Linked DNA regions of Mus musculus: all the other regions are linked to region 5. A link is a contact called in public Hi-C, HiCAR-type and HiChIP or PLAC-seq data. All regions are on one chromosome and are shown on one strand. Each heading gives the region's core, a stretch centred on a gene start, on an enhancer-like site or on the middle of the called end of the contact. The rest is flanking DNA. Distances are from core to core; before and after follow the strand shown. Region 1 overlaps Npas3 (neuronal PAS domain protein 3). Region 2 overlaps Npas3 (neuronal PAS domain protein 3). Region 3 overlaps Npas3 (neuronal PAS domain protein 3). Region 4 overlaps Npas3 (neuronal PAS domain protein 3). Region 5 holds the start of Npas3 (neuronal PAS domain protein 3). Region 6 overlaps Npas3 (neuronal PAS domain protein 3). Region 7 overlaps Npas3 (neuronal PAS domain protein 3).

Region 1 (2,870 bases), core at 11-2,510, 380 kb before region 5:
CCACCCAGTGCAGAGACATGTATGTAAATACTTTTACTAGGAATAGGAAGATCAGCTAAAGAACTCCATATACACATCTTAAAGCTAAAAATTAAAAAATTAATTTAAAAAAGTGATGGTGAATTAATTTTTGTTATTATATTTTAATGTGTAAAGGTGATTTTTTTTAAGTACATTTTGACCAGGAGCTTTTTTAAAACAAGTCTCCATATATGTCAGTCAAACAGAGCTCGGCGAGCTAGCATGGAGTCTATTAAAGGGGGAATAAGGTTCATGAATTTCAAGCATGGAGGGCTCTAATTACCTCATGCTCAAACTTTAACTACAAAACTCAGATAAATTGCTGCACTAAACCCATCGAGGATCCCCCACCTGATTGGTGCCAGCGGAGCATCTGAAGCTCGGTGAAGCTGATCCCAGAGAGCGTTTGCAAATCAGTCCCGAGGGACCCGGTCCTGGGCCTGTCCCTAATGAGTATGTAGGCATTACTTGGATGTTTTGGTAAAGCTACCCGGTAAATTAGGCCATCTGAAATTTTATTAGCCACAAAGCATTACAGCAGCCAGTCTCTTAGGCCGGGGATGCTGGGGGGGGGAATCGCTACTCTTAAAAGAATCTTCTAACCAGGTACCACGAATCTGTTGCAGGTCTTGGCTGGTAGTGGAAACATGAAACTAATTGGCTAATGGTTACAGCTGTCTCTTCAGTGCTTTTGTGCTTAGAGGTGTGACCCTGTCTCGGACCAATTTATGTAGACCCAGAGGGTGGTCCTATATTTATCCTAGTTCTGTGTATGAATTAAATACAAAAGGAAAGTGAAACAGCTGCATCTCTCTGTATGTAGCTAGGGTGTGACATGCTGAAACCTGAGTTTGTGGACTGACAGCCTCAGTTGGAAGACAGCAAATACTTGAGGCAGAGAGGACTGGAGAAGACAAACACTCTTCTCAAATATTCAAGACATCCATATTTTACCCAAAGAGGCACGGAGGAGAAATGTGACTCTTTCTCTGCCTGGTCTAACACCCACCATGGCTATTTATCTAGTAACAAACTTTTATAGACGTGAAATATTTGAAGAAGTCCTTTAGAAATGGCCTGAGGTGATTTCAAACTTAACAGACCCTGGCCCACCAGAGCTCATTACAGTGAATTTTATAACAAAGTGCCTTCTACTTAATTTTCAGAGCCTAGCCAAGCGTATGAGAAACGCAGCTGCATTAAGCGCAATTAATGGTACAATAAAAAGCAGCAGAGGGCTGTTTAACACCCAAGAAACAGCAGTAAACACTGGCTTCGTGCTCTCCTACGGGCAGTCATGTGGCAAAGGACCCGGGCTGCGAGACTTTCCTTCCAAAAGGGTAAATGCCTCTTGCTGCAACAAAGCACATCCTTCAATCCCTCCTCTCCAGCGCCATACAAAAGGCTAGAAAGTTGTTCCCGCCAGTTACACCACCAGCATCCTCACTCCCTTTGTGCAGGAGCCAACACAGCAAGCTCATATTCCCATCTGTGAGAGGGAAGGACAAACTCCATTGCACTAAAAAGGAGTCTAATAGCAAGTGACTCATACCATAGAAAGCGATTTGGCTTTAAATACTAACAAAGTTGACTGGCCAATGATGGAAAAAGGAAATGTCTTCAATCAGAACAGTTTTCAAACAAACCAAAAAAAAATTAGTTTATGGGCAAAAATAATTATAATGATGTTTGCAAACCTCTTTAATGATGAAAAATCACCACTTAGAATTTGATTATGAGAGACATCCAAAAATAAACAAAAGCCCCAGTGGTTGGTATGGTGGTGACTGCTGGAGGATTTGTCAGTCAGTCAGTGGGTTTGTCAATGATGCTGTGTCCTTACTGGGTCTGGCTGCAGATGCAGGCAGACCAGGGAATAGAAGAAGGATCATCAGATCATCCACGGACCGCTTAGCTACAAACATGAAAAGATGCTCTTATGTAACGTAGGTAGTACTGACACCCAATTTTTACACATACTCCTGTACGCTTTAAATCCTAAGCTACTAACAATAACTCAAAAATTTAAATACTAGGTAAACAATTGCTATACCGCATTTTTTACAGAATGACAAAAAAAATGAGATTACATGTTGTTGACTGTCATAAATGTACATCAAATGTTTTTTGTTTGTTTGTTTGTTTGTTTTGCATCTTGGAGAATTCATGGACAAAGAGCATGAGGATATGGAAAGCCAAGTATATTCAAGTTACTCCTAAATATAACCATTTTACCATGGGAAGCAGTTGATGATAATAACTGCGGTCTTAGCAGGCCAGTCTGAACTTGGGATCCCATCTTCCTATTTTCATGTCTGAATAAATTTGTGGTTTGGGCAATTTGAATAAGGTAGAAAATAGAGCTATCTTTGAGTAAACTCTCTATCAGTGGTCTAAGAACATGGCTAGGTGCTTGAGCATGTGGCTAATACTCAAGAGGCCCTGGATTTGAACTCACCACTGGGGTGGGGGGGTTAATGATGCCACAGGGGACAGGAAGTAAGAAGTGGAGGGAAATGTTGAGGAAAGAGGAGGAAGTCCCACAGCACATGAAAGCAGATTCTTCCTAATCCACAGCACAGACAATGGCTGGCCTGATACGGAAAGAGTGACAGACAGCTCCAGAAGTCATTTTGCTGAAAACGAGTTTCCGACCTTGAACAAAAATCTCCTGAGAACACTCGCACATACTCTGCTTTCTCTGTCCTCCAGGATTCAGTCTTGGTTGGAGGTGCTCATGGGTCATGAGAGGTGTGAGAGAGCTCCACCAGCTGTGGCATATGCAGGTGGGACCTCAGGCTGGCAGGCAGCAGGGCCTGAGTCTAGGTGATGCCCCTTCAGTGACACCT
Region 2 (2,793 bases), core at 177-2,676, 420 kb before region 5:
CTCTTCACATGACTCTTCAAAAATTCATTAAACTCTCTGCAGAAGTTTCTCTAGTAGAAAAACCAATGCTACTTCAATTACCTTTCAAGAGATCTTTGCTATTTACAATTCTTACTGCATAGCCCCTGCTGTTACAGACTTCTGCTACAACCAGTGTACTGAAAATTGTCAACACCTAATTGTTATAATTTTCTAGCCTGTAGAATCTGCTCGGGAGTTTTCTGCTGTTGGGGAGTTTAAGGACTATGATATTGATAAATGCAGCCGCTGCCTTCTCAGCTCCATCGCCACGTACGTGCATGTATATTTCAAACAGCAGCGGGGCTTCTGAATATATTTTAAGCATCTGTGTAATGATGAAAAATGATTTGCAAGGCAAATGCATTTATCAGTCTGATCTCTTGACCTAAAATTTTGATGATGTTTGCTGAGAACTTTGGACATAAACAATGGCCTTTGGATTTCTGGTAAATTCAAAATTCTAGTCACTGGTTCTGTTTTGTGAGGGGGGTTTGTGGGTGGGTAGAAGATATTTTAAAAATGGATAGGATAAATATGGAAAAGATTAAAATATTACACATGAAAGGCATGAACATCTTTAACAATAGAAATACTAAAAAATTAGCAAAAAGAAATTTTAAGCATGAACCAACAAATGAACAAAAGCTAAAGTTTTACTAAATACATCAAGTCAGAGGATACAAGTCCTAATCACAAATCTGGGGTAATATAAGGAGATGTTTGCTCTGATTCGCTACATTAAGATTTGTTAAACACTGCATTTTACTTTAATTTTCAATATTGTAAAGAATGTTCTAAAGGAAAAGAAATATATAGCGTGCCCCTTTAGTAAAACTGTTTTTAAATTCTAATAGAATTTCAAGGTTATTATCTATTTCAGATCAACAGTGGGGGTCAGAGTTCATAGCAGCCAGAATTTACAAACCTCCAATGGGTTTTGATTGACAGCAATCAGCATCTCTTCAGCATCACTGAGGGAACAAAGTACAGGTCAAGACAGCGGGCGATTTCATCTGTCATTTTTAATTATCTAAATGATATTCACAGACAAAACCTTTCCCATCCATCAGGGCATCACATTACCATAGACAATGTTTGTTTAAAGAAGAGGCCATAAAATCAAACAATTATGAATGCAGACAAGCCTTGCTATTGACTGCATAAATAATCAAGCCAGAGTTCCAAAACTCTCTGCTAATGAATTGGTAGATTGCTGGCAGGAAGTTGCAAGTCATAATATGGACAACAATCTAATGTTCTTATTGACTTTTACTAAAGCTTGACTACAGTCACAAAGATTCAGAGATGACGTCAAGTGAGGTTTCCATAGAGCCAGTATTGATAGCGGTACACAGCTAAAATACAAGTAGTTAACTCTTGACCTTATGGTGGGACCAGAGCTCCCGAGAGAGCACTGAAATGCTAGCAGTATAATACATCATGAACTGAGCCAACAGCCGCGGGGTCTCTGACAGCATTACCACACAGGCAAGGGGCCCTTCTTTCACCATTTATAACACACTAACCTCTAATAATTCAGCTGAAGCCCTGAAAATTAACTCTATTTCAGTTTGTTACATGAGTAAATAAAGTTTTCCCTCTCCCCTCCCTTCTTTGGGAGAAGCAAGAGGAGAGCAGAGATCTAAAATACAGGTAACTGGTAGCAGATAGCCAATGCAGAAGCAGCTACCTCGGAGATGGAGCAAACATACCAAGGGAAGATGTATGGAGGCTGCAGAGGTCTGGGGAGTGACTCTTCTCTGACTAGTGCATGCCATCCATACATTGCTAATTAGTGGCATCTGTTTTGGCTGCATACCCACTACTCCTTATCCAGTTTGCCTCACAGAGACCCCACTTTATTTTTAAACCATCAGCATAAAGTTAACCTCAACAGATATCATTTTGAAGGGCTAAGGAAGTTATTAATTAATGCCTCAGATTAAACATTTTCATATGGGCATGCATTCTGAATGATCAGTTAGCCATTTACTTTTCATATTCCTCATCTGTTCCTCCCCCATATATACAAAATGTTTTCATGTCATTTAGTACAAAAGAATTTAACAGGTAAATATATTTATTTGACTAATTATGAAAATGTTTAGAGAAAGGAAAATTCTCAATGGCATCAGAAAAGATCATTGATCGAGAGAGTTTACCCAGAAATAGTATTTCCTAGAGTAATTCAACCAACTAAACACCAGGCAATGGTCAGGAGATCATTTCATGCTGTGAACCTCTGGGTTCAAATTCACATTGTAGGAATTGGGAAGATGTGGGGTGGGGAAGGAAGGAAAAGGCCTGAGCTGAAGAAGTCAGAATTCAATTGGTCCAGGACTTGAAGTGAGGTGGGCAACAGGATTTTCTTGAACAGGAGAATGTATTTGGAAAAGAAAGAAAGGAAGGAAGGAAGGAAGGGAGAGAGAGAGAGAGAGAGAGAGAGAGAGAGAGAGAGAGAGAGAGAGAGAGAGAGAGAGAAAGAAAGAAAGAAAGAGAGAAAGAAAAGTGTATTTGTCTTGGTAGATCCACAATAACAAACAACATCCCAATACCACAACTTCATCTGGTAGCTTCTGGGACTTTCCAGGCTTCCTTTGGAAACAAGGAAATGGTCAAAATATAGGAAAAAGGAATGTTTTAGATTTTTTTTAAAAGTATCTTTTTAAGTTTAAAAAATTGTAGCCTATATATGGTGTGTGTGTACATGTGTGTGGGTGTGTTTAATGTAGTGTAGTGCAGTGCAGTGCAGTGTAGTGTATGTAGGCTGTG
Region 3 (2,752 bases), core at 204-2,703, 320 kb before region 5:
TTCGTTTCCATCTTTATGCTGGCTGATGTTCTGAATGCCAAGGCTGATCCCATAACACAATGACGTCCAAGAAATCCTCTAGCAAACCAAGTTGATAGAATATGGGATAAGGTTTTCCTTCCGATAGAGTGTTAAGAGCCATCATTAGAAGACTAGCAAGTGAGAATGAAAAACTCTGCTATGAAGGTGAGTGGGAATGTGCACTCAGATGATTCCTATCCCTCCTGTGAATTCTTGAAGTGTAGTTTGTGTTAGTGTGTATGATTTGGCTTCTACAAATACATTGGTAGTGCCAGAGTACACTTCAGTGAGCTTGGGTGACCTCAACTCGATTAACAGAAGAAGGAACACTCCATGAGCTGGGCAGTGGTGACTCACGCCTTTAATCCCAGCACTTGGGAAGCAGAGGCAGGCAGATTTCTGAGTTCGAGGCCAGCCTGGTCTACAGAGTGAATTCCAGGACAGCCACGGCTACACAGAGAAACCCTGTCTCGAAAAACCAAAATCAAACAAACAAACAAAAAAACCCAAGAAGGAACACTCCAGCACTCTGAGATAGCTTCTAAGGCCTGCGCCTCAGATATCCTACTTTTACTTACATATACATCAAAAAGTAAAACCAAAGCCAAATAATACTGCCTAGAGAGAGCTAGAGACCTTACCATAATGAAGAACAGCAGAATATTAATCCTGACTCCCAGTCACTTTTTCATCACCACCATGACATTTAACTCTCCAAATTTCTCCTTGATCACCTGTAAATCCTGAATATGGGGCGAGTCACAGCGCTCAGTGCTTATGTAACAAGGATTTGTCTGACATGAATCAGCAATTAGCACCAATATCCCATTTTTGTGCAGTCGAAGTACCCCTCTTCAGAAGAGAGCACAGGATAGAGGCAAATGCAGAAGGGTCTAAACCCTTTTATCTTTTTTTTTTCCCCCAGAAAGGAGCCACAATTATAAGGGAAGTGAAGGAAGCTAGACCTCCACAATCTTCAATGCAATGCATCTTCAAAGGGATCTTCAAATATTTAGGAAGGGATCCCTCCAGAAGGACAGTGTAAGTCCGAGCTGTTACATATGTGATGGTAGGTAACACCTGATTTGGTATGGAACATCTATTCAGATGGGCCAAGATAATCATCTCAAATTTAGTTTCCCACATCCCAGCTGTAGGCCTACCATCCGATACCCTACTCAGCTCTGCTCCAGGCTAGCAGTCGAGCAGACTAGTTAAAAGACAATTAGTCCAATTTCACATTCTCTAGCAGCCGAAAAATTTCATGTTATTTCAGTCACAGTGGATGGATGCCAAGTTCACTGGAAGCAGCCCCGCTGATTTATCCAGTCCATTTTAATACTTTAGAAATACTGTTAAAACATGGCTGTCCTAATTACGCAGGGATCAACGCACAGTGTCCCTCTCACCCAGGATTCTCCCAGAAGGGCTGCAATCAGCTGCATTCCCCTTAATTTCACCATGCAATTCCAACTAATTTCATCCTAGTACAGTGCTGTCAGACAACTCCCATGCCTCTGCGGTTTTAATCGATTAGCTCAATGTCTCTATAATGCATCACCAGCTGCCAGGCACAGAACTGGACGCTCTGCAAGCGTTTCAGCTAAAAGACAGTTTAATTACTGTACCCGCTCCTCAAAGGCATAGGCACAAAGCCCTGGAATCAAATTATTAAAATATTTGGTGTCAACAAGCCACTTTATAACGGAGCAAACAATGACAATCCAAAAGATGGAAATAAGGAGAAAGTCTGTCTTTTAATTGTGAACAAGCTTTTTATGGACGGTAATATATTCAAGCAAATGGATGGCTTCAGATTCACTGTGTCTCAGAGGCAACTGCGATTGGGCCATTCTCCTACGACATACAAGAACAGGACTTACATATTTCACATTGGGAAAAAGAGTAAATGAGTCTGAGTCTGTCTTCTACTTTGAAGTCGTGGATTAATATAATTAGCACCGGCCTCTTACGCATCCCTTAACTGTCAAAGCTCACACAAGTCCAACTGAAGGACCTGTGGACAAAGCACACTATTAGAGGAGGACAGGTGACATGCAAACTGGGAAACTTCTAAAATAGATTCTAGTTTCTCTGCTTGTTATGACACAGCTTTAACTAAATCTAGCTGATAAAGGAACAAGAAATGCTGTCACAAAGGAAAACCACATTTGTAGCATGGCTTTACTGTGTTATAGGATTGTGACAAAAATAAACAACCAAGAGAAAAAACATTAAAATATATGTGTGCTGATTAATTTTACATCGATGTGACACAAGCTGGAGTCATCAGAGAGGAGGAAGCCTCAATTGAGAAAACGCCTCCATAAGATCTGGCTGCAGGCAATAATCCTATGTTGCATTTTCTTAATTATTGCTTGTTAGGGAATGGACCAGTCCATTTTGGGGGGCTATCCCTGGGGTGGTGGTCCTGTGTGGTATAAGAAAACAGGCTGAGCAAGCCAGTAAACAGTACCCCTTCGTGGCCTCTGCACCAGGAACCTTCCGCTTCCTTTCCTGCTTTCCTGTCCTTACTTCCTTTGATGATAAACGGTTACAAGAAACTGTGAGTAAAATAAACCCTTTCTCTCCAAGTTGCTTTGGTTATGATGTTTCATCACAGCAGTAGTAGCCCCAAATAAGACAATATGTTTCCAAAAAAAATCTAACACAAAAGACTCTGAAGATGGGGTTTAATATATTTAAGGCCAGCAAGAAAACTACCATTTCA
Region 4 (2,700 bases), core at 59-2,558, 430 kb before region 5:
CTCTAACTCTCAGGGCACACAGTTCATCAATGAGGAAGCCTAGGCAGGAACTCACTGCTGACTGCTGTTACAGAGGCCATGGAGGAACGCTGCTTACTGGTTTGCTCTTCCTGGTTTGTTTGGTCTGCTTTCTTATATAACCCAGGACCAGGGACTCAGGGATGGCACTGCCCTCTATGGGCTGGACCTGCTTACATCAATCACTAATCCGGAAAATGCTCTACAGACTGACTGCCTATAAGCAACCTGGATAGAAACATTTTCTAGATTGAGTTTTCTCCTTCTAGATAATTCGAATTTGTATTGAACAGACAGAAAAAAAGATAACCAAGAAACTGCAATTCCAAACCCTTATGGGCTCTGGTTGTCCAGTTGTGAGCCCTTTGGGCAGTCTTTAGCTGGGGTGAACGATTATGGCCAAGGATGAGAATATTCTAGGATCATGGTTAGTGAAAGACTCTGGGTGAACGTTCTACACTTTCTTTCCACTTTGGAATTAAGGTCATGAATTTAATAAACCCTGTTTATTCAAAAGACATACATAAAGACAATATTCAATTACACCATGTGTCCCCTTTTTTTGTTTTTATTAAACTAGTGATTGGCACAAAACTAACAAATCATAGGGAAAAAATGGCCATTTGTCACTGTTTTCAATAGCTAAAAATATAATTTTTAATAAATCTCCAAGTGAAGACCAAAGAAGCTCCACAGTCCTCCCTCTCCTGTGTGCGTATTTTAAGAACTGTCATCCTCCCTTGGTTTAGGGGACAGTTTTATAAACAATGACACCAGGGGAGGGACACACTTATGCTTTTGTGAGACTTGCCATTGGAAACAGAGTAATCTCAGGTATGCTGCCTGCTCCCACCAGCTGCTGGGTTCCACATCGCTCAGAGTCACACATGCAGTCAGTCACTCAGCCACACAACCCTGGGAGTTCCATGCTCCTGATTTTGAAATGTCACCTGCAACTTATAGCATGGACCTTACTCTTAAAATGACTCAGCAGATGATCAAATATTTCACTGAAACACAAGCAGTATTAATTTTTTTTTAAAGCAAGAAAATATAGAAGCTTTCCTAATCTCCCAGTTTGGCACTGCTTTAAGAAACCGTGTTCAGATATAAAGGCACGTATCAGCACAAGAGTTGGTATTTTCTCTCAAGACATTGCACACGCTTTACTTTTCCCCTGCTGAGTCCATCACAGAAGTCTCCAAATTTTATCAGATTATTCTGATACCATGCCATCAGAAATAAGCATCGCATTCAGTCACGTGGCGTTTTCTGTCTCTGATCCTGCCCCTCCAAACTAGACTCACTCTCAATCCTAGCTTCTTCGTTCCTTGTGCGTTCCCTCATTAAGGGCACAGGATGGCCTTTCCTACAAGACAGTGCCCAGAAGACTGGCACCCACAAGCCCTGCTTTTCTCAACAGTAAGAGCACAAATCACATTTAGAATCAAAGGAAACAGGACCAGATCCCCAACCCAGCTTAATGAGATAATTGAAAATTACCTCATGCAAGGTGTTCAATGACCAATAAGTGTTTGGCTGGTGGCCAGGGGTCTCTGGATACACAGACATTGATTATGAAAGGATGTTTGGCTATTTCCCAGGAAGGATAGACGGGAAAGGGCAGGACTTACCCCATGTGCATGGCACGAGGGGCAGTGAGCGCAGATTAGGACAAGGTTGAATCAGGGACACTGTGACCATTTGGCCAGTGATGACAACAATCTGCCAAGAATGTTTTACTGCCATGCTTTACTTAATCCAGGGCAAACTGATTGGAACTGACCCAATTCCTCCAGGGGAAATTAGATGTAGATCTGAAAAGACCCAGAGAGTGAACTCCTGATAGTCATTGAAGATTTAGTAATTTCACTTAAAAGGGAGCTGTGCATCAGGGGGTGGGATGGGGGGGGGGCCCACAGTCCTCTGTAGTTCTTCATCTAAAAGAAGACATACATACAACATTGTCTCTTCTTGCATGTCAAGGGCACATGCTTTTAATGAACCGATACTATAAATTAATTACATTTCCCAAGATTGACCTAAATAGCATGAACAAGAATGCTTTCTTAAGTGTTGTATTAAATCCTTGAGAATTACAGGCATATAAGCAACATCTTTTGGTCATGTTTACTCCCCGTTCCTCAGTGTAACTGTTCCCAGGTTTACCCCCGATAACTTTATGGCATCTGTATTTTATAAACAATTCATGGAGCTGCTAATATATTCATGGGTTGGGGGGCTATCCACTGGAGTGTGGCTGATCTACTAGGGCCCACACTTTTTAAGAAAACTGACTCTCCTCCAAAGCTCCAGATATCAATATACCCTCAGTCAGGGGCGAGGCCTCACTAGCCCCTCCCACTCCATGCTGAGATGTTGTCTTGCTTGGTCCTGTGCATGGAACCACAGCAACAGTGAGTTCATGAGTACAGTGGCTCAGTCATACCTAGAAGAGACCGTTTCTGCTCTGTTCTCCCTCATTGCTGGCACTTACCACCTAGCTCCCTCAGAGGTTCTCAACCTGTGGAGTGCAGACATTTTCATTACGATTCATCACAAAACCAAAATTACAGTTATGACATGGCAACAAAATAATCTTACGGCTGAAGGTCACTACAGCACAAGGCGCTCCAGCTCCATTAAAAGGCTTCCAGAACTAGGAAGGCTGAGAACTACTGA
Region 5 (2,981 bases), core at 222-2,721:
GAAGGCACAAAACATAGCAATGACAGATTACTGTAACCTTTGCAGTTTAAATACTATTGTTTCAAACCAAAGGCTCTCAAATCAATGAAGTTTCAAAGATGAGGTAAAATGGGAATTTGAATTATGCATTATGTATATTTTAAGTTAAATGCCATTGGCAAATCTCTCAGATGTTTAATCGTGTACAATCTGGGAAACACAAATATTTAATTTCACACTCTCATGTGCTTTTTTTTCTTCCATCTACCATAAAATTGAGCCTCATGAATAGAGAGTTTACCTTTTTGATTATATTGTTAGTTTTTCTCATAGCGATTTTGTGAATCCCATTTTCAATAAAATCTTAGAACATCGAAAGTTATCCTTAAAGGGAAAACTTTAGGGTTAGAAAGCTGTTGATGGTAAATTTCTCTTTATTTCCTTCCTCAATCAAAGGTTGCTCAGTGTTTTAATGACAATTATTTTGAATCTAGAGACTATCTTTAGAAAACTAAAAACAATTTCTATATTAAAACTTCCCTTTCACCACCAAGCCTAACTTTTGTAAAATTTGCTTCCTAACTTGGATCTCGGAATCCCATCCATTTGCATCATAATGCGTTTAAGATAGTTAACAGCGCCTAAGAGATTCGGATTTCACGTTGTATTCCCTGTAGTAACAGGTGACAGGATCTCACACTATTAGGTAGAAACGCAAGTCTATCTCTGCACATGAAAATCGTCTCTGTCCTATTTGGAAACAAATGATCAATCAGCCTCCGATGATCAATTGCTCCCCTGGCTGTCCGTCAGCGCGGATTCGCACCCGCGGAGGCATTGAGAACATTTTGCTGAAAGGGGGCAGGAAGCCCAAACTTTGCAAAAGCATCTCCTGCAGCGTCTCAGACTTGACTGGAACTCTCTGGCTACTCGGGGCTGAGGCTCAACGTTCGGGGCCTGGCAGAGGGCAAAGGATGACTTCACTTCGCCAGTGCACTAGAGTGCTTTTCAATTCGGATTGTGTATCCCCCCCCCCCTCCTTCTATAGCACAGGGGCAGGCAAAGTAAGCCCTGACGAGGTGCATGTGTGTTGTAAGGCACAAAACAAGAGCAAAGTGAGTCCCACCCCAGTACCCGAGACGGGGGCACTATCCCAGCTCGGACGGGACTACTCACCGCTGCTGGTAGGAGGTGATGCCCTGGACGTTCTGCGGGGTGCCGTTGGCCGCGGCGCCGGCCCTCCCCATGCCCGCACCGGCCGGTACCCCAGCGGCTGCCCCGCCGGCCGCCGCGGCCGTCACCTGCACGCTGAAATCCGGAAAGATTCGGATCATCGCCGCGGCTTGGAGCCCCAGGCGCGGCTGCTCTGGGCTCGGGCTGGCGGGGGCTCGGGCTCGGGTTCGGGCGGCGGCGGCAGCAGCGGCGCGAGCGGCGGCAGCAGCGGAGCCAGGCACCAGCCTGCAATCCCATTAGTGAGCCGCGGCCACTGTGCGCGGCGGAGAGGCGCTTTGATGTGCGCGCAGCGGGCTGAGGTGGGGGGGGGTGGCGAGGAGGAGGTGCGGGGGGTGTGCGAGGGACTTGCAAACAGCAAAACGTGTCAGGGTGGGGCCTTTTCTCCCTTTTGGGGGGCACTGTTGCTCCCCCCTCTTTCCAGGATGTTGCTTTCACTGGCTGCTCCAGCAGCGCCGCGCGAGCCCAGCTGAGAGGAGGAGGGGGTGAAGGAGGAAGGATGCACCGGGAGGCTTGGCGAGCGCTTGGCCGGTGCAAGGGAATAACGAGCAGTGGAGGGTGCGTTTTCCCTCCCTCTTCTACACACACACACACACACACACACACACACACACACACACACACCGCGCACTTCCGACCCAAAGTGCAAGATTGTGGTGCGCTCTTTCTCCTCCTTTCTCTGGAGAAATAACCACCATCCGGGCTGGCTTCAGCCTTCCGAGGCTGCCAGAAACCAGGATCCCAGCCCGCGGGTGTAGGAATGGGGCGTCAGAGCCTCCCGTTTCAGCCTGGACCCCTCTTTGACACTATTCTCCACATTAAGCAGAGCGAATGTGACCAAGCGCAAGTTGGGTTCCTGGAGAACTTGATAGTTATCTAGGAGAGGTGGTTTGCAAAGGCGACGGAGTGCGGGGCGGGGGGTTGGCGCTTTTGTACAATGGAGAGTTTGGGTCGCTTAAAAGAAAGGGCTCTTCCCGCTCCTGGTGAGCGGAAGAGTTGGTCTTGGGAAACTTGTGAGGTGGGGTCTCAGCTAGATCTTAGTTTGCGCTATGATCCATCTCTTAACGCCCCCCTTTGACCGAGGAAACGAATAAATTAGTAGCCACAATTGAAAAGAACTCTGCGAATTCCAAACACCAAGGAAACAAAAAGAGAAAACACGTGCATTTATTTCCTCGCGCCTTCCTGTTACTTCACATTGTGACGCCTGCCTTTCATTAGGGGGTGAAGAGAGATCCTTACAGTTTGGATGCGCCTTTTTAGTGAGACTTGCACTGGGTTTCACTGAGCTAGGGTTGGGGGAGTGGGAGTTGATTGTTTCCCTCCATCCCTCCCCAGGACCCGGGTTGCCCACTTTTCCCCCTGTCTTCTGGCTGGTGAGCAGGAGCAGAGATGCGAGAAGCAGGCGGATGCAGCCCTTGAGGGACACAGAGCTCTGCTAATGTCCCACACTCAAAGCCCCTGCCCAGCTTAGCGGCTGCTGCTGCTGCTGCTGCTACTCCTGCAACTGCTGCTGCTACTGCTGCGGCTGGGTGGTGGTGGGGAGTGGTGGTTTCCCATTCTGGTACCCTCTTCCCATCTGGCACTCAGGGCCTGGGCACTGCAGCTGAAGGGCTAGGGCAGTCGCTGTACCCTCCAAACAAGCCCAAGTTAACTGTGACCTCCACGCCGCCGTGACCCAGGGCCAATCGCGCTTCTCCCGGTCAGGCTCCTGCTTAACCCTTTGAGCCTGGGAAACAGTGGGCCACCATGATCCAGTGAGACAGGACCCA
Region 6 (2,700 bases), core at 187-2,686, 340 kb before region 5:
AAACGTACACTTTCCCTGAAAGATTTTTGACATATTCAATGCTTGTGAAAGCTGAGGGGCTGACGGCTTAGTCAAGTACAGTTGAGTGAGCAGGCTGCCAGGCTCCTCGCTCTACCTCCAGGGCAGGTGAACCGTGACACGGAGGTCTAGCCTCTCCTGCCTCCTCAGTTCATTTTTCCAGAAAAGAGGAAAGAGAAAGAAAAGAAAACCAACTTCCTCCTAACTATTGTTTGATGATTTCTTTGTTTAAATAAACATCTCAATAGATGTAGGCACTCCTAGAAATTGTCGACTCAATGGCTTTATTCGAATCTATGCTAGGCAGTTAATTTCTCACCAAACTTCCCCTAGAGAGACAGCTGGCTCATCCAAGTTGGAGGGTGTTTTCCTTGCAGTGATTTCTCCTTTTATAATTGATCTCTCTCCGTCGAAGGAACCACTTCACAATTCTTAGCACTGTTTACCAAGGATATAAAAGAAAATGCCAGGTGTACACCAATGAGAACATTTTTATCAAATGTGAACCTGCGCATCATCACAGCCAGAGCAACTACTGCCGCACGCGCTTCCATGTTTATCCTAACTTAAAAAAAAATGCTTCTGTTAAAACCTTTCAAACATGTTGTGCGAAAGAGATATTTGTGGGTTTATTCTTTTCAAGTGCAAACAGATGAAAGGGGGCCTAGGAAAGTACTTAAGAAAGATGTCATTAAATCAGAAGTGACAAATTGACAATTTCCTCTCGGATGATATATTCTCCCTGAAGGTGCGTGCGCGCGCGCGCGCGCGTGTGTGTGTGTGTGTGTGTGTGTGTGTGTGTGTGTGTGTGTGTGTGTATGGCTGTGTCTATACTGTATGTTACTTTAAATAGTTATAAAACAGTACCCGTTTCCAAACTCCGCTACACTCTTCAGACTGCGTACCTGCGAAGCATTTGGTAAAAACCATTGTGTGAACCCAAGCCCCATCACTTCCAGTCTCCACCATCTGGAGGATAATGAAAATGAAATAAGGATCCCAAAGTATTTGGCTTTCTTGTGGTGGGGGGCAGGGCACACCCAAGGTATTAAGTTATTCAAACACCAGTAATGTATGACATTGCACATTCTCACTGTCACGGCCTTTGTTGAAAAGGATTTCCCTGACCTTTCCTGTAACCAGCAAACAAATAAGCCCCCTCTCTCAGCAGGAGAGAGGCACTGGTCCATTAGACATTAAGCAGTTCAATTCAGACAACCCCCCCTTCCATTCTCCTGTCCTTGGCCATGAAGAGGGAACTGGCAGTGGTCCAATCAGTCAGAGAAAAGGCAGGCAAGTGTGATTGCGTAGAGGAGAGCTTGAAATGTCGCAGCAGCAGGGCCAGAGTGCCACAGCAGACAGCACTGAGGGAAGGATGTGGCACTACACGAGGGGTAGTGTTCCAACACCGGAAGGCTGGGGTTTCAGTCTGCCAAACAACATAATGACTCACCCAGGCAGGGAAATATTACCACCATGGGGATATGTGGAGCATCTCAGGCTGAGAGTAATTAGGGACTAAACTACAACAGCATGCTTCAGTGAAGAAATGAGAAAATAGGCAATACCTCTGTCAAGTCCTGATTGGCGAGTGGTAAATGAATCAAGGCTTCTATCATCTTTGGCCAGCAACTGAACTTGCAGCAGAGTTTCAGAATGGAGAAGTGGGCCTACTTTTTCAAGATTTTCATGAAGCAAGACAGCACACAAGCACGTGCACACACACACACACACACACACACACACACACACACACGAGCGCACACACACGCACACACACATGCCCTTGCTAATCCTTCAACATCTCCTACCTCTTGTTATGCTGCCTATAAAAGGCAAAAATGAGCCCAGGATGGCAAATGCTAAAATATCCTTTTATTAATAAGAAAGATATACAAAATGTATACAAGATCTAAAATAAAAAAGCACATGTGCTTAATGAATTTAGATAATGGAATTACTCTACTTATACTATCAGTTGCACAAGTGTAAATTCTCTGGCAAAGAGGACAAATGTTAATTTTTATTTCTTTATATCTTCAAATTGCAGACAATTTGTATTCATTAGACAATGCAAAAACCTCTTTTCCCTCTTAATTGTCAAATGACATTATAATGAAATTGGACAGCCACAGAGTAATCTGTAAGTTAAGGGAGCCACTCCCAGACTGACTGGATGAAACTCAGGCACCATTTAGCCATCAAATAGTTACATGCCGATAAGCTTTCAGTGTAGTGACCAGGTCAGAAAAATCTGTCACACAGAGACAAAGGTTGGTGAGCCTGGAAGGCCTCAGGGTGGCAGGGAGCACCGCCTCTCTGAGGGAGAGTGCCATCTTTGAGAAACCGCATCTGCTGGGTACAAACCTTGGAACCCAAACAGGCTTGTCTCCCCCCTTCTACAGTGGCTGGTACCTCCTCTCCATACTCCCCAAATGCACTGTGCAGTACCACTCTCACCGATGTTGAATAAGGGACAAGCACAAATTATCTATGCTCTCAATATGAACAACCTCTATTAGGCCAGGTTAATAAACTCTAATAGATGTAAGGGCTAATACAATATTCAGCTATTGACATAAACATAAATATAAATTTCAAAGAAAATAACCTACTTTAGTAAAACTACCTGTGCAATAAAAATTAATGAACTCCAAATGATTCTGCACATCTCCACCAAAT
Region 7 (2,879 bases), core at 44-2,543, 500 kb before region 5:
TGTGCAGGACCTGTGCAGGCTCAAGACAATCCAAAGCCCAGTATGCAGAGGGGAATTGGGCATGAAGTTCCACCCCTAGCTGGGAAACACTTGGTAAAGGATAACTCTTGGGAGACAGACAGTTCTCTTTAAGAGTGTTGCCCCTGGTAAGTTGACCATGTTCCAGTGGATGGCCATGCTCCCACACATACATGGGCAGCACAAAATGGATTTGCTGTGGATAAAAATAAAGAACACAGAGCCAGATGGGTAGGGAAGGACAGACAGAACTGTGAAAAGTTGGGGGAAGGGCTAAATATGATCAAACCACATTGTGCAAAATTCTCAAAAAAAAAAAAACCCAAAAACAAACAAACAAAAAACAAAAAAACCCACCAAAAAAAAAACCCAATCAAATAAAATCAAATGAAAGGCCATGAGGTTTGTGCTCCCACAGCAGCCCAACCTCAGCACAGAACGCAGAGCATGGAGAAAAGAAAAGAAGGCTAAGAAGAGGTTTCCATCTGCCAGAACTCCATTGCCAAACATCTGGCTATTCCTCTCCCACTCCATGAGACTGCACAGACATTCAAGACCATTAACAGTCGTCCCTGGTTTCCCCCAAAGCATCCCAGGAAATGCAAAATTCATCAGACCTTGTACTGATCCTGCAAAAGAGTGAACCCAGCACAATAGGTTTCCAGGTATGAGATAAATCAAATTTTACTTCATCTGTCTCTAGGGGAGGGAGACTGGCAGAGTTCTAATCATATACATATTTAAATTTGTAATCAGACTCCTTGGGAGGACAGGCTGGTGTGTTTACTGTGAGCCTGCAGTCAGGGCTTCTGGGGACTGAGGATGCTTGGTTGTAAATCCTGTCATTTTGGTGACTTAATATTTTATATTATCATGGTATTAGCATAATTGTGACCTCTGCATTGTAGCATTTTATGTGTTTCCAGTGTAACTTTTGATACTTTACTAAAGTCAACAAAAATTCCTATTATTCCCTCTTTTAGAACACATTTGGCATGAAGTATTAAGGTTGATTTAATGTTATTAGTGCTTAAAGTGGTGTGAAATCCATGAATATACACATCCATCTCCCAGTTCACCAGCACGCCGCCATAAAACGCAAGGAGATGGGCGATAAACATTTCCTCTCCTTTTTTTCTCTTTCCCTAATTTTTCCTGCTGGAGGCTCTGCCTCTACCCAGAGGGCATGTGAGTGTTGCCAGTTCTCCCACACAGATCAATCACCTGGGCTTCCACATGCCCAAATAATAACACAACAGGAGAGCTTGGCTCAGCTGCCAGCCTCATTAAAACTATTCTCAAAGTAACAGCAAGGTTTGGGGAGCACTCTACTTGGACCAGACTCTGCATATTTTCCAAGATAATGACCAGGGAAGAAGCATTAGAGGACATAGTCCCTTTTATTTGTGATTTTGGCAAGTCACAAAAAATAGTGAGGCAAAGCTAACTGTTTCAAAGGCTGTCCAATGGCAAAGTCTTGTTTAAAACTCTTAGGGAAAAATTATTACTATGGTAAAACTACTGAGGCTTGAAGGGCTACAAGGGGGAAGTAAAGTCAGAGAGACTAAGGCACTTCGGTTTGCTGGCTTCAGGATGCAAAGTTCTTAATCAAAACAACTAGGGAAAATGGACCCTAGTGTTGGCATCCCTCGAGGGTCCTCCAGTGTTTCGCAAGCTAGTCATTAATGTGTCGCTGGGTGATACAGAATTACACAGCCTCTCTTCAGAGCTCTGGACGAACAGAGAGAAAAGTTAACTGGAAACACAGGGGTCCTGAGCTAGTGGTTTTATGATCTCTGGATTATGACTTCTTCTGGGTCATTGTCAGAGACAGTCTGGTAAGATGTTCCTTTAACCACAGCAATCGAGCGTGCCCGTTATTTAGAGGAAACAGTGTGGAGATGCACTGGAACAAGCAATGTCTCCCACCCACCACCAGATCACCTAAAAGACCAGACACATTGGCTAGGACCTTGGAAAACAAGCTGGCATTGTTAAATTCGTACATTAAACTCATAGGCAAGCAAAGGTGTCTCATTGAATTCATGCCCAGGATATTTTTATGTGGTGTTGATACCTTTCTTCAATTTCTGGGAGTCACAGAATATGGTTCATGTGAAGAAGAATCATTTAAGTCAGGACTTCTGTTTTTTAGAAAGAGACATTCCCAAATAGACTACATTTGAAAGTATTTCCCGCCAGGCAAGTGACAAAATGACTAAAGCGATACTCAGAAATGTAGATCAGGCAAACTTTTCTATTAACTATGACACAGTGGCCAAACCTCAGCACAGAAGCCCCACAGGCAAGGGTGTGGAGACAGCAAGCAAAATGCTCAACCAGAGTCCTTAAAACAGGAACGTGGGAGCTAAGATGAAAGGATGGACTATACAGAGACTACCCCACCCCGGGATCCATCCCATAATCAGCCACCAAACCCAGACACTATTGCACAATGCCAGAAAGATTTTGCTGAAGGGACCCTGTTATAGGTGTCTCGTATGAGGCTATGCCAGTGGCTGGCAAATACAGAAGTAGATGCTCACAGTCATCTATAAGATGGAACACAGGGCCCCCAATGGAGAAGCTAGAGAAAGTACCCAAGCTGCTGAAGGGTTCTGCAACCCTATAGGTGGAACAACAATCTGAACTAACCAGTACCCCCAGAGCTCGTGTCTCTAGCTGCATATGTAGTAGAAGATGGCCTAGTCGGCCATCACTGGGAAGAGAGGCCCCTTGGTATTGCAAACTTTATATGCCCCAGTACAGGGGAATGCCAGGGCCAAGAAATGGGAGTGGGTGGGTAGGGGAGCAGGGAGGAGGGAGGGTATAGGGAACTTTCGGGATAGCATTTGAAATGT

What was found. A called contact is a pair of places that touch in the nucleus more often than the background predicts. HiCAR-type assays count read pairs that join an accessible place to other places. HiChIP or PLAC-seq counts read pairs in DNA pulled down with a chosen protein or histone mark.
Region 1: a contact with region 5 is called in an H3K4me3 HiChIP or PLAC-seq map of embryonic limb bud, with 5 times the contacts expected there. The contact joins the enhancer-like site here to the promoter of Npas3 in region 5. A contact is called at or near these places in 8 of 39 promoter capture datasets (the 3T3-L1 cell line, 3T3-L1-derived adipocytes, the HPC-7 cell line and 5 more) and 12 of 115 datasets of contacts at active chromatin or transcription factors (SST interneurons, embryonic basal ganglia, embryonic forebrain and 8 more).
Region 2: a contact with region 5 is called in an H3K4me3 HiChIP or PLAC-seq map of embryonic limb bud, with 5 times the contacts expected there. The contact joins the enhancer-like site here to the promoter of Npas3 in region 5. A contact is called at or near these places in 6 of 39 promoter capture datasets (the 3T3-L1 cell line, the C10 cell line, embryonic stem cells and 2 more), 1 of 484 Hi-C or Micro-C datasets (the N1E-115 cell line), 12 of 115 datasets of contacts at active chromatin or transcription factors (VIP interneurons, astrocytes, craniofacial prominence and 9 more) and 2 of 9 other capture datasets (embryonic stem cells and liver).
Region 3: an H3K4me3 HiChIP or PLAC-seq map of embryonic basal ganglia shows a contact between it and region 5, with 2.5 times the contacts expected there. The contact joins the enhancer-like site here to the promoter of Npas3 in region 5. A contact is called at or near these places in 2 of 39 promoter capture datasets (the 3T3-L1 cell line and cranial neural crest), 2 of 484 Hi-C or Micro-C datasets (cortical neurons and stem cell-derived neural progenitor cells) and 8 of 115 datasets of contacts at active chromatin or transcription factors (craniofacial prominence, embryonic basal ganglia, embryonic forebrain and 5 more).
Region 4: a Hi-C map of the N1E-115 cell line shows a contact between it and region 5, with 3 times the contacts expected there. The contact joins the enhancer-like site here to the promoter of Npas3 in region 5. A contact is called at or near these places in 6 of 39 promoter capture datasets (the 3T3-L1 cell line, 3T3-L1-derived adipocytes, embryonic stem cells and 2 more), 1 of 484 Hi-C or Micro-C datasets (the N1E-115 cell line), 9 of 115 datasets of contacts at active chromatin or transcription factors (astrocytes, embryonic forebrain, embryonic hindbrain and 6 more) and 2 of 9 other capture datasets (embryonic stem cells and liver).
Region 6: a HiCAR-type map of astrocytes shows a contact between it and region 5, with 3 times the contacts expected there. The contact joins the enhancer-like site here to the promoter of Npas3 in region 5. A contact is called at or near these places in 8 of 39 promoter capture datasets (the 3T3-L1 cell line, 3T3-L1-derived adipocytes, the SN4741 cell line and 4 more), 6 of 484 Hi-C or Micro-C datasets (the N1E-115 cell line, cortical neurons, neural progenitor cells and 2 more), 14 of 115 datasets of contacts at active chromatin or transcription factors (SST interneurons, astrocytes, craniofacial prominence and 9 more) and 1 of 9 other capture datasets (embryonic stem cells).
Region 7: an H3K4me3 HiChIP or PLAC-seq map of neural progenitor cells shows a contact between it and region 5, with 10 times the contacts expected there. The contact joins the enhancer-like site here to the promoter of Npas3 in region 5. A contact is called at or near these places in 4 of 39 promoter capture datasets (the 3T3-L1 cell line, cranial neural crest, hippocampal neurons and 1 more), 2 of 484 Hi-C or Micro-C datasets (both in uterus), 12 of 115 datasets of contacts at active chromatin or transcription factors (astrocytes, craniofacial prominence, embryonic basal ganglia and 8 more) and 2 of 9 other capture datasets (embryonic stem cells and liver).

Annotation. Positions count from the first base shown.
Region 1 is chr12:53,622,466-53,625,335 of GRCm38.p6, reverse strand. All of the region lies in intron 3 of Npas3 (neuronal PAS domain protein 3), which reads right to left. Among named protein-coding and RNA genes, the nearest start is that of Gm35614, 210 kb to the left of the region's middle. Within about 2 kb of position 1,260, at least 25 of the 459 cell types and tissues checked have an H3K27ac peak or open chromatin away from gene starts, as enhancers often do. A contact at or near this core is called in embryonic basal ganglia, embryonic forebrain, embryonic limb bud and 3 more, where this site is marked.
Region 2 is chr12:53,662,929-53,665,721 of GRCm38.p6, reverse strand. The region is part of intron 4 of Npas3 (neuronal PAS domain protein 3); the gene reads right to left. Among named protein-coding and RNA genes, the nearest start is that of Gm35614, 170 kb to the left of the region's middle. Within about 2 kb of position 1,426, at least 7 of the 459 cell types and tissues checked have an H3K27ac peak or open chromatin away from gene starts, as enhancers often do. A contact at or near this core is called in embryonic limb bud, where this site is marked.
Region 3 is chr12:53,565,677-53,568,428 of GRCm38.p6, reverse strand. All of the region lies in intron 3 of Npas3 (neuronal PAS domain protein 3), which reads right to left. Among named protein-coding and RNA genes, the nearest start is that of 1700030L22Rik, 250 kb to the right of the region's middle. Within about 2 kb of position 1,453, at least 8 of the 459 cell types and tissues checked have an H3K27ac peak or open chromatin away from gene starts, as enhancers often do. A contact at or near this core is called in embryonic basal ganglia, where this site is marked.
Region 4 is chr12:53,679,684-53,682,383 of GRCm38.p6, reverse strand. All of the region lies in intron 4 of Npas3 (neuronal PAS domain protein 3), which reads right to left. Among named protein-coding and RNA genes, the nearest start is that of Gm35614, 150 kb to the left of the region's middle. Within about 2 kb of position 1,308, at least 2 of the 459 cell types and tissues checked have an H3K27ac peak or open chromatin away from gene starts, as enhancers often do. A contact at or near this core is called in the N1E-115 cell line, where this site is marked.
Region 5 is chr12:53,246,922-53,249,902 of GRCm38.p6, reverse strand. Npas3 (neuronal PAS domain protein 3) reads right to left here and starts at 1,471. Exons shown (of 12, transcript NM_001370962.1): 1 at 1,156-1,471. The coding sequence starts at 1,313.
Region 6 is chr12:53,586,522-53,589,221 of GRCm38.p6, reverse strand. The region is part of intron 3 of Npas3 (neuronal PAS domain protein 3); the gene reads right to left. Among named protein-coding and RNA genes, the nearest start is that of Gm35614, 240 kb to the left of the region's middle. Within about 2 kb of position 1,436, at least 61 of the 459 cell types and tissues checked have an H3K27ac peak or open chromatin away from gene starts, as enhancers often do. A contact at or near this core is called in the N1E-115 cell line, astrocytes, embryonic basal ganglia and 3 more, where this site is marked.
Region 7 is chr12:53,747,990-53,750,868 of GRCm38.p6, reverse strand. The region is part of intron 4 of Npas3 (neuronal PAS domain protein 3); the gene reads right to left. Among named protein-coding and RNA genes, the nearest start is that of Gm35614, 82 kb to the left of the region's middle. Within about 2 kb of position 1,293, at least 13 of the 459 cell types and tissues checked have an H3K27ac peak or open chromatin away from gene starts, as enhancers often do. A contact at or near this core is called in astrocytes, forebrain and neural progenitor cells, where this site is marked.